Regions from separate parts of the Mus musculus genome. Here region 1 is linked to region 2. Evidence: chromatin contacts called from public promoter capture Hi-C data. All regions are on one chromosome and are shown on one strand. Each heading gives the region's core, a stretch centred on a gene start, on an enhancer-like site or on the middle of the called end of the contact. The rest is flanking DNA. Distances are from core to core; before and after follow the strand shown.

What was found. Promoter capture Hi-C pulls out the DNA fragments that hold promoters and counts their contacts.
Region 1: a promoter capture Hi-C map of hippocampal neurons shows a contact between it and region 2, with 4 times the contacts expected there. The contact joins the promoter of Csmd1 here to the enhancer-like site in region 2. A contact is called at or near these places in 2 of 39 promoter capture datasets (the HPC-7 cell line and hippocampal neurons), 3 of 484 Hi-C or Micro-C datasets (cortical neurons and forebrain) and 4 of 115 datasets of contacts at active chromatin or transcription factors (VIP interneurons, embryonic midbrain, forebrain and 1 more).

What each region holds. Positions count from the first base shown.
Region 1 is chr8:17,534,034-17,537,383 of GRCm38.p6, forward strand. Csmd1 (CUB and Sushi multiple domains 1) reads right to left here and starts at 1,352. Exons shown (of 70, transcript NM_053171.2): 1 at 857-1,352. The coding sequence starts at 941.
Region 2 is chr8:16,964,018-16,967,061 of GRCm38.p6, forward strand. The region is part of intron 3 of Csmd1 (CUB and Sushi multiple domains 1); the gene reads right to left. Among named protein-coding and RNA genes, the nearest start is that of Gm39136, 320 kb to the right of the region's middle. Within about 2 kb of position 1,579, at least 18 of the 459 cell types and tissues checked have an H3K27ac peak or open chromatin away from gene starts, as enhancers often do. A contact at or near this core is called in VIP interneurons, cortical neurons, forebrain and 1 more, where this site is marked.

The sequences.
Region 1 (3,350 bases), core at 102-2,601, 570 kb after region 2:
GCGCACAGGAGCTGTTACCAGCCCGAAGGTTGCAGCTTGTAGAGACTTAGGAGAAAACATCCCCTAACTCCTTTCAAGGAGAAAGCCAAATTCTCTGAGACAAAAAAGCCCCAGGAACCATACAGAAATAGCCCTTTCCTTTGGTTGATCAGACTTTGACAGGGGTTGCCTCTGCACCCACAGAGAATTGATCTGCTAGGGAAACCTGACCAGAACTCCCCACTGGCTTCACCCACCTTGCCAGATATCACAACTTGCAAAAAAGCAAAGTCCAGGGAAGGAAAGAGGAGGCGACATCCCAGAGACAGCTAGTTTGAGTACCTTGGAGGGGAAGCATAGGAATGGGGTGAGAGGAGGTGTAAGGCTATGGGAACACCACTCAGCTAGGAGCTCTCTCTGATGGCACAGGAGCCCGGCGAGCTTGAACTTGCCAGGCTGACGGTGCCCAGTATGTTTCCCAGGTGCGCTGGGTCCGGGGAGAAGTCGTGGGAACTACCCCAGCCTGCGACCCGCCAAGCCCACCAAGCGCCAGGAGCCAAGGCGCAGTTCTCTGCCCAACTCGTGTCGGGCTCTCTTCTCCTTGACAACCCACAGTACACAGCACAGAGAGAAATGTCGTTTAAGCCCAAGTGAGGGGGAAGGAAGGGCGGGGGTGGGGCGGGGGCAGATGAGGGGTGGGAAGAACGCGATGGAAGCTCGGTATCGGGCGCTGCGTTCCCTAGCGTCGCTGGTGGACAGCCACCCGGTCGGTGCCTGCCGCTTGGTCCCTTACAATCCTCAGATCAGACACTCGCGTTCGCAAACCGGGCCTCCGAGGGTTCGGCCGTCTCCCCGGTACCGAGCTAGCCTGTCTTACCCTTAGCTGCAGTGAGGAGCCCCGCGCACAGAACCGCCAGCACCAGAGGCAGGAGCAGCGACTTGAATTTCCTCCACGCAGTCATGTCTGCAGATATTCCACACGCACACGACACGGATGGCTCCTCTCGGATGCGCCGGTCTCCTCCGAGGAACAACCGGGCTCTAAACAGAGTCCGGTAATCACCAAAGGGCAAGGCGAGCTGGCAAGAGCTCCGGGTCCCCAGCCCGGCCGCGCATCTGACGCCTCCCGCAGCTCTGCGCGCCCGGCTCGCTCCGCTCCCGTAGCATCGGGTCCGAGCCACTGCGGGGCTGAAGATGCTCTGAGCGAGCGCAGCCCCGGGGCTGCCGGGGCCGGGGACGAGCGCCGGCCGAGCCGGGCAGGAAGGCACCAAGGCGGCGAGGCTGCGGGAGGGGGCGAGGCGGGAGAGGAGCGCGCGCAACCGGGAGCAACCTGGAGCGGAGGCAGCTGGAGAGAGAGCCAGCGAGTGGGAGGTGCGGGAGGGGCGCGGGGGGAGGGGGGAGCAGGGCTGGAGCGGGAGGAAGGCGGGGAGCGAGCGCCGAAGACAGGCTGCTAGAGGCGCAAGGAGCCGCTGCCGTGGTGGCTGGACTCAACCATCCTACCCACCGAGAGGGGAAGGAGGCTGGCACCGCGCAGTCCGGGACTCAGCCTGGCCTCGGGCTTTCAGGCCCCTGCTAGTGCTCCCGCAGGCAGCGCAGCGTTCAGTCTCTGGCGCGGCTGCGCGCAGGCTGGAGCACGGAGACTTGTTGGGCGCTCAAGTGGGAGAAGCCCACGCTGCGCACCGGGGAAAAACCATACAATTGGCCACGCGAGCGAGCCCGAGGGCTCTGTGGGGGCAGGCAGAGGCCAGCCTCCATCCTTCTCTTTCTCTACTGACCAGAAGAAGACCTCTGCCTAAGTTAGGAAAGAAATGCAGGTGGGGGAAGAGAATGGGCCCAGCTGTGACTGAAACTGGGAGCAAAATGGTGCTTTTAAAAGAAATTATAAATTACCTTTGAAAAGGTGACTGTCTGCAACTATGATGAGCCTCTGACAGGTTCCTGTTCTGCTCCTGTTTAGTCCTGTTAGTGTTACCCTCATTGCAAGCCCAGCTCTATGTGGGAAACAAAATGAATCTAAACAACCCAACTGGGCTGCCACCCTGTTCTGGTTGTGAGAGCAGGAGAATTGACAAAAGTGTAGTGAACCCCAGCATCACATCCAGCATTCCTGCAAGAGGGATCAGAAGGAAGTTCCTAAAAGCAGGTCTACTGCAGCCAGTGAGTGCACACAGAGTAAACTACTAGAAAAAGGCTGTAGGTTAATTGAAAAAATCCAAACCAGGTGAAGGCTAGAGTTCACAGATGCTCCATTCTTAGAAAGGATTCGGGAGTTCTAGAGGATAGGATGGAAGGGGCCAGGGATGGACATCTCAGGCCCCCAGCATGGGAACATTCATCCCATGCTGACTGTGAGTTGTTCACACCAAGGAATGAGGATGGTGTGTGGAGGCAGGCTGATGGCCACATCATCGCACCAGCATTGTGCCCACTGTTAGGGGCAGAGTCACGGTGTGCCACTCAAGTTTAGTGTTCTAGAGCTTTCTTGCTCCCTGAAGCCCACGGATGACGTGAGGGCATGAGAGTGACTCCAAAAATGTAGAGTCACCGGCTGTACCTTACCTTCCAAGAGTAACCAGAGACTTTATCCAGCCTAGAATCCTTCTCCTGGAGATTGGAGCTCCCCAGAAAAAAAAAAAAAAAAAAAAAACCCTGGGCTCTGTTCTCCTGCAGGTTTCCCCCAGGCTCTCTTGGAACTGATCTGAAGTTTTTTTGTTTTGTTTGTTTGAAAGTATCCTCCCATTGCTCTTCCCTTATCCCTAGGGGAGAAAATTCCAGGCTATCTCTCTAAAGCAATGGATTGAGAATGATGCCCTGTGTGCTTCAGTGTGACAGGGAGTGGAAGGGGTCACCTACAGTGTGATTTTAAGTCATTCCCCCAGGTGTTATTTACACTCCAGCAAGTGAACAACAACAACAAGACCTATTAGGAGATCCGATAGCTCATCCGCTGCTCCTCCTTAGGACCCATTGATCTACAGAAGCAGCATAGCTGAAGACCTCCATGAGAAACGGTGTCCTGTCTTCTGAATGCCACTCCTAATGACTCATGTCACCAAGAAGGATTTCTGCCATTAAAAACCATTTCCAAATCTCACTTCTTTGTCGGGGGGAGGGGGGGTGTGGGGGGGGGCTCCCAGATGGAGCCATGTTATTAGGGTCCGAATCAAGAATGTTCAGTGTCACCTGAGATGTCAAACACCTTTGCTTTGCACAGAATGGTGGCACTTTGACAACTCAAGATTGAGTGGCTCCTTCATGGCCACAGGCTTAAAGACCCTTTTTCTTTCAGATCCAGGGTGATACAGACCGGTAGAGACAGCACTCAGGAGACAGACGGGGCCATCACCTCAAGTTCAAGCCCAGCCTGGTCT
Region 2 (3,044 bases), core at 329-2,828:
ATATTGTAAACAATGATTACACAGTCATTTTTAAGTGTGCATTTATGTGTGCACACGAATGTAGGTGTCTTCAGAGATATTAGGACACTCTGGATCTAAAGCTGTAGGGACTGTCATGTGACAGACACAGGGGTGCTAGAAACTGAATTTGGGTCATCTGCAAGAGCAGGAATTTTCTAAACTGCATAGATTTCCCCCGCCAATGTATATTTACTTTTCAAGGGCTGGCATCATGACATACCCCCTCTAGTAAGTTTATATGCATGTAATTCATGGTCAGACTGAAGTGGAAATTTCTGGTTGTGTCATGTGATGCTTTCCTAAAGCAGATTCATGGCATATTTTGCTGAAGCAGAACCATGAGAGGACATGTAATGTTTGGAGAAAGTACAAGTAGGACCCAACAAACAGGGTTGTAGCACTTGCATTGCTGGGCTGTGCAATGCTTCTTTGGTCTCTGCACCTTAGCTGATGTTTGCTTTGTTGAGAGAGGCATAGCCGAGAACTTCTCCTGATATTCTGGCTGGTTCTGGATGCTCCCAATGACTGGTGCCAACTCCATGAAGGCCTGGCTGTAGATGCTGGATCATGCGACCACTGCTGATTTGTGTTTGGTAATACAACTGAACTGAACTGTTTGCTTCCTGACACTGCTGAACTGGACTGCTGATATCCTGACAACAAAGACTGAAAACACCCCAAAGAACTGTTCCTAAAAGGGTCCATCTCCCCATTGTTCTATTACCCATTTTTTTAATCACATACCTTTGGACAGTGGGCAAAAGGGGGGACATCAAAGCATTTGAGAACCCTTATTAAATTAGGTTTTGAAAAAATCTAAGCTTACAACTCAGCTCACTGGTAGAGCAGTGGTGGCCAAGCATATTGAGATACAAAAATGGACACCCATCTCAATTATGCTTACACAGTTTCATGCCTGGTTCACAACAGACTTTAAGAAGTTTTTAATCAATGTCAGTAGGGGCTCCAATATGAAAAATTCAAGTCACTACAAAATCTCAGGATCTCCCATGGATTTATGTCACTGATCATTTTAAATAAGTCAGTGGTTACAGAAAAACCCATGACATCTATCCTCTTTCACAAATTCTTTCTTTCATGACACAGGAGGCTGTTAGCCTCAACCTAGACACCTACAGAACTTGGATGGGGATGCTTGGGAAGCCCATGCAATCTGTGTTAAGAAAAGATGACAAGGCATTCGTACTTCACAGAGGGCAGTGGTGGACAGGGTGGAACAAACTCTTTCTGGCAACGATGTCATTGGTTTCTTTGGATGAGAAAGGAGGTCAGAAGGAAACGGGACATATACAATGGGAGCTTTGACAACAGAAAGCTCAATCCAATCTCTAAGGCCAACCTACCTTTCTCCATCCCTTGCTCAGGCTCCCAGTTACCCCTCCCCTCAAGCCTCCAGCTTGTTGCTCAGCACAGTCTCAGTTGCTTAAACATAGGATGTTAAAAATTCTACTTTCCCACTTCTAGACTCTCAAGGGTGAGGTTGCTAATTGTACTGCCCCATGTTTGGTCTCAATTACGAGCACATTTTCTAAGATTCAATGGGAAGCTCGAATGGCGAGACTTCTAGTCTGAGAGAATCTACTCTGTGCTTTTAGGGTTTATTTCAAGCTGATGGATCTCAAAATTGTCATAATTATCCTATTTTTTCTGAAAATTAGGTATTCAGCTTCAGAATCCATATTCTAAAGCAACCTAAAAGGTAAATTTTGGAAAAGAAATATGAGTGAATGCAGACATCTTATTTCCAATACATTGTTGCCTAGGTAACAAGCCCTATCTAAGCATTCTGAATTGGAAGGCTTTGCTCATCTATATTTGGGCATCAAATCTGCAATGAAGGCAAGTTTCCATGGTGCTTGTAATTACATAACAGTTTCTCAGTATTTTGGGGGAGGAAGTAGTATGTCATGTGGGTATATTTCAGGCTCAAATATATTAACCAATCAATCACATCACTAGGTTGCGAGTTTCCCACATTAAATTCTGAGATGCACATTTGCTGCTATTGTTACAAACAATTTAATTTAAGGCCTTGAACTCAGAGTGGAGGTGGAGAGACTGAATACAAGGATGGATACTAAAGTTATGGAGTTACACTGTCAGCTGCCAAGGGCTCATAGCCAAGACTGATGCTCATATCCATGATGCAACTATTCCCTAGAGAAACACAGGATATGTGTCCACAGTGTTTGGGGGCAAATGATGTGTTTTTGACAGCCGTGTCTACTTAGAAAGACTTGAACATAGAGAAAAAAATATGTGAAGACCTATTGCATCTTCTAGTGGTCAATTTAGAAGCAACAATGTGTTGTCTGGACATTTAAAAACATTGGCAGGTCTATCAGTATGATGCCTACCAAATTCTTCCTAGGCAGTACAAGTAGATTAATGATAAACAGGAATATTCTACAGAACATCTAGATCTGCTTAACTGATTTAAAGAATACAGCTATGATTTAACAAAAGAATGCCTTACACGTGCAGGATCTAGGCCCCCTGCACATATGTAGCAGATGTGCAGTTTGGTTTTTATTCGGGTTCTCCAACAACTGGAGGAGGAATTGTCCCTGACTCTGTTACCTGTCTGTGGATCCTGTTCCCCAAAGCGGGCTGCCTTGTCCAGCATGAATGGGAGAGAATGTGCCCAGTGCTGAAGTGACTTGATGTGGCAGGGTGGGTTGGTACCCAGTGGGGGCCTTCCCCTTCTCAGAGGAGAAGGGGAGTGATAGGTGGGGGGAAGGGCTTTCTGAGGAGGGGATTGGGATGAGAGGAAGAAGGGGGGCTGCAATCAGGATATAAAGGGAATAAATACAAAACAAAATGGATGAATATTGGATGAATACTTGAAAAAACTCAAAAGATGCTTATTCAGAAGCCTTGGTGCATATTTGCCTTATGACTTTCTAGTGTCCCTCTCATAACCTATTCATTATCTTCACATGCATTCCAGGCTTTATCTGATACATTGTGTGACCTACAAGAAAAAATTCCATAGCACATGT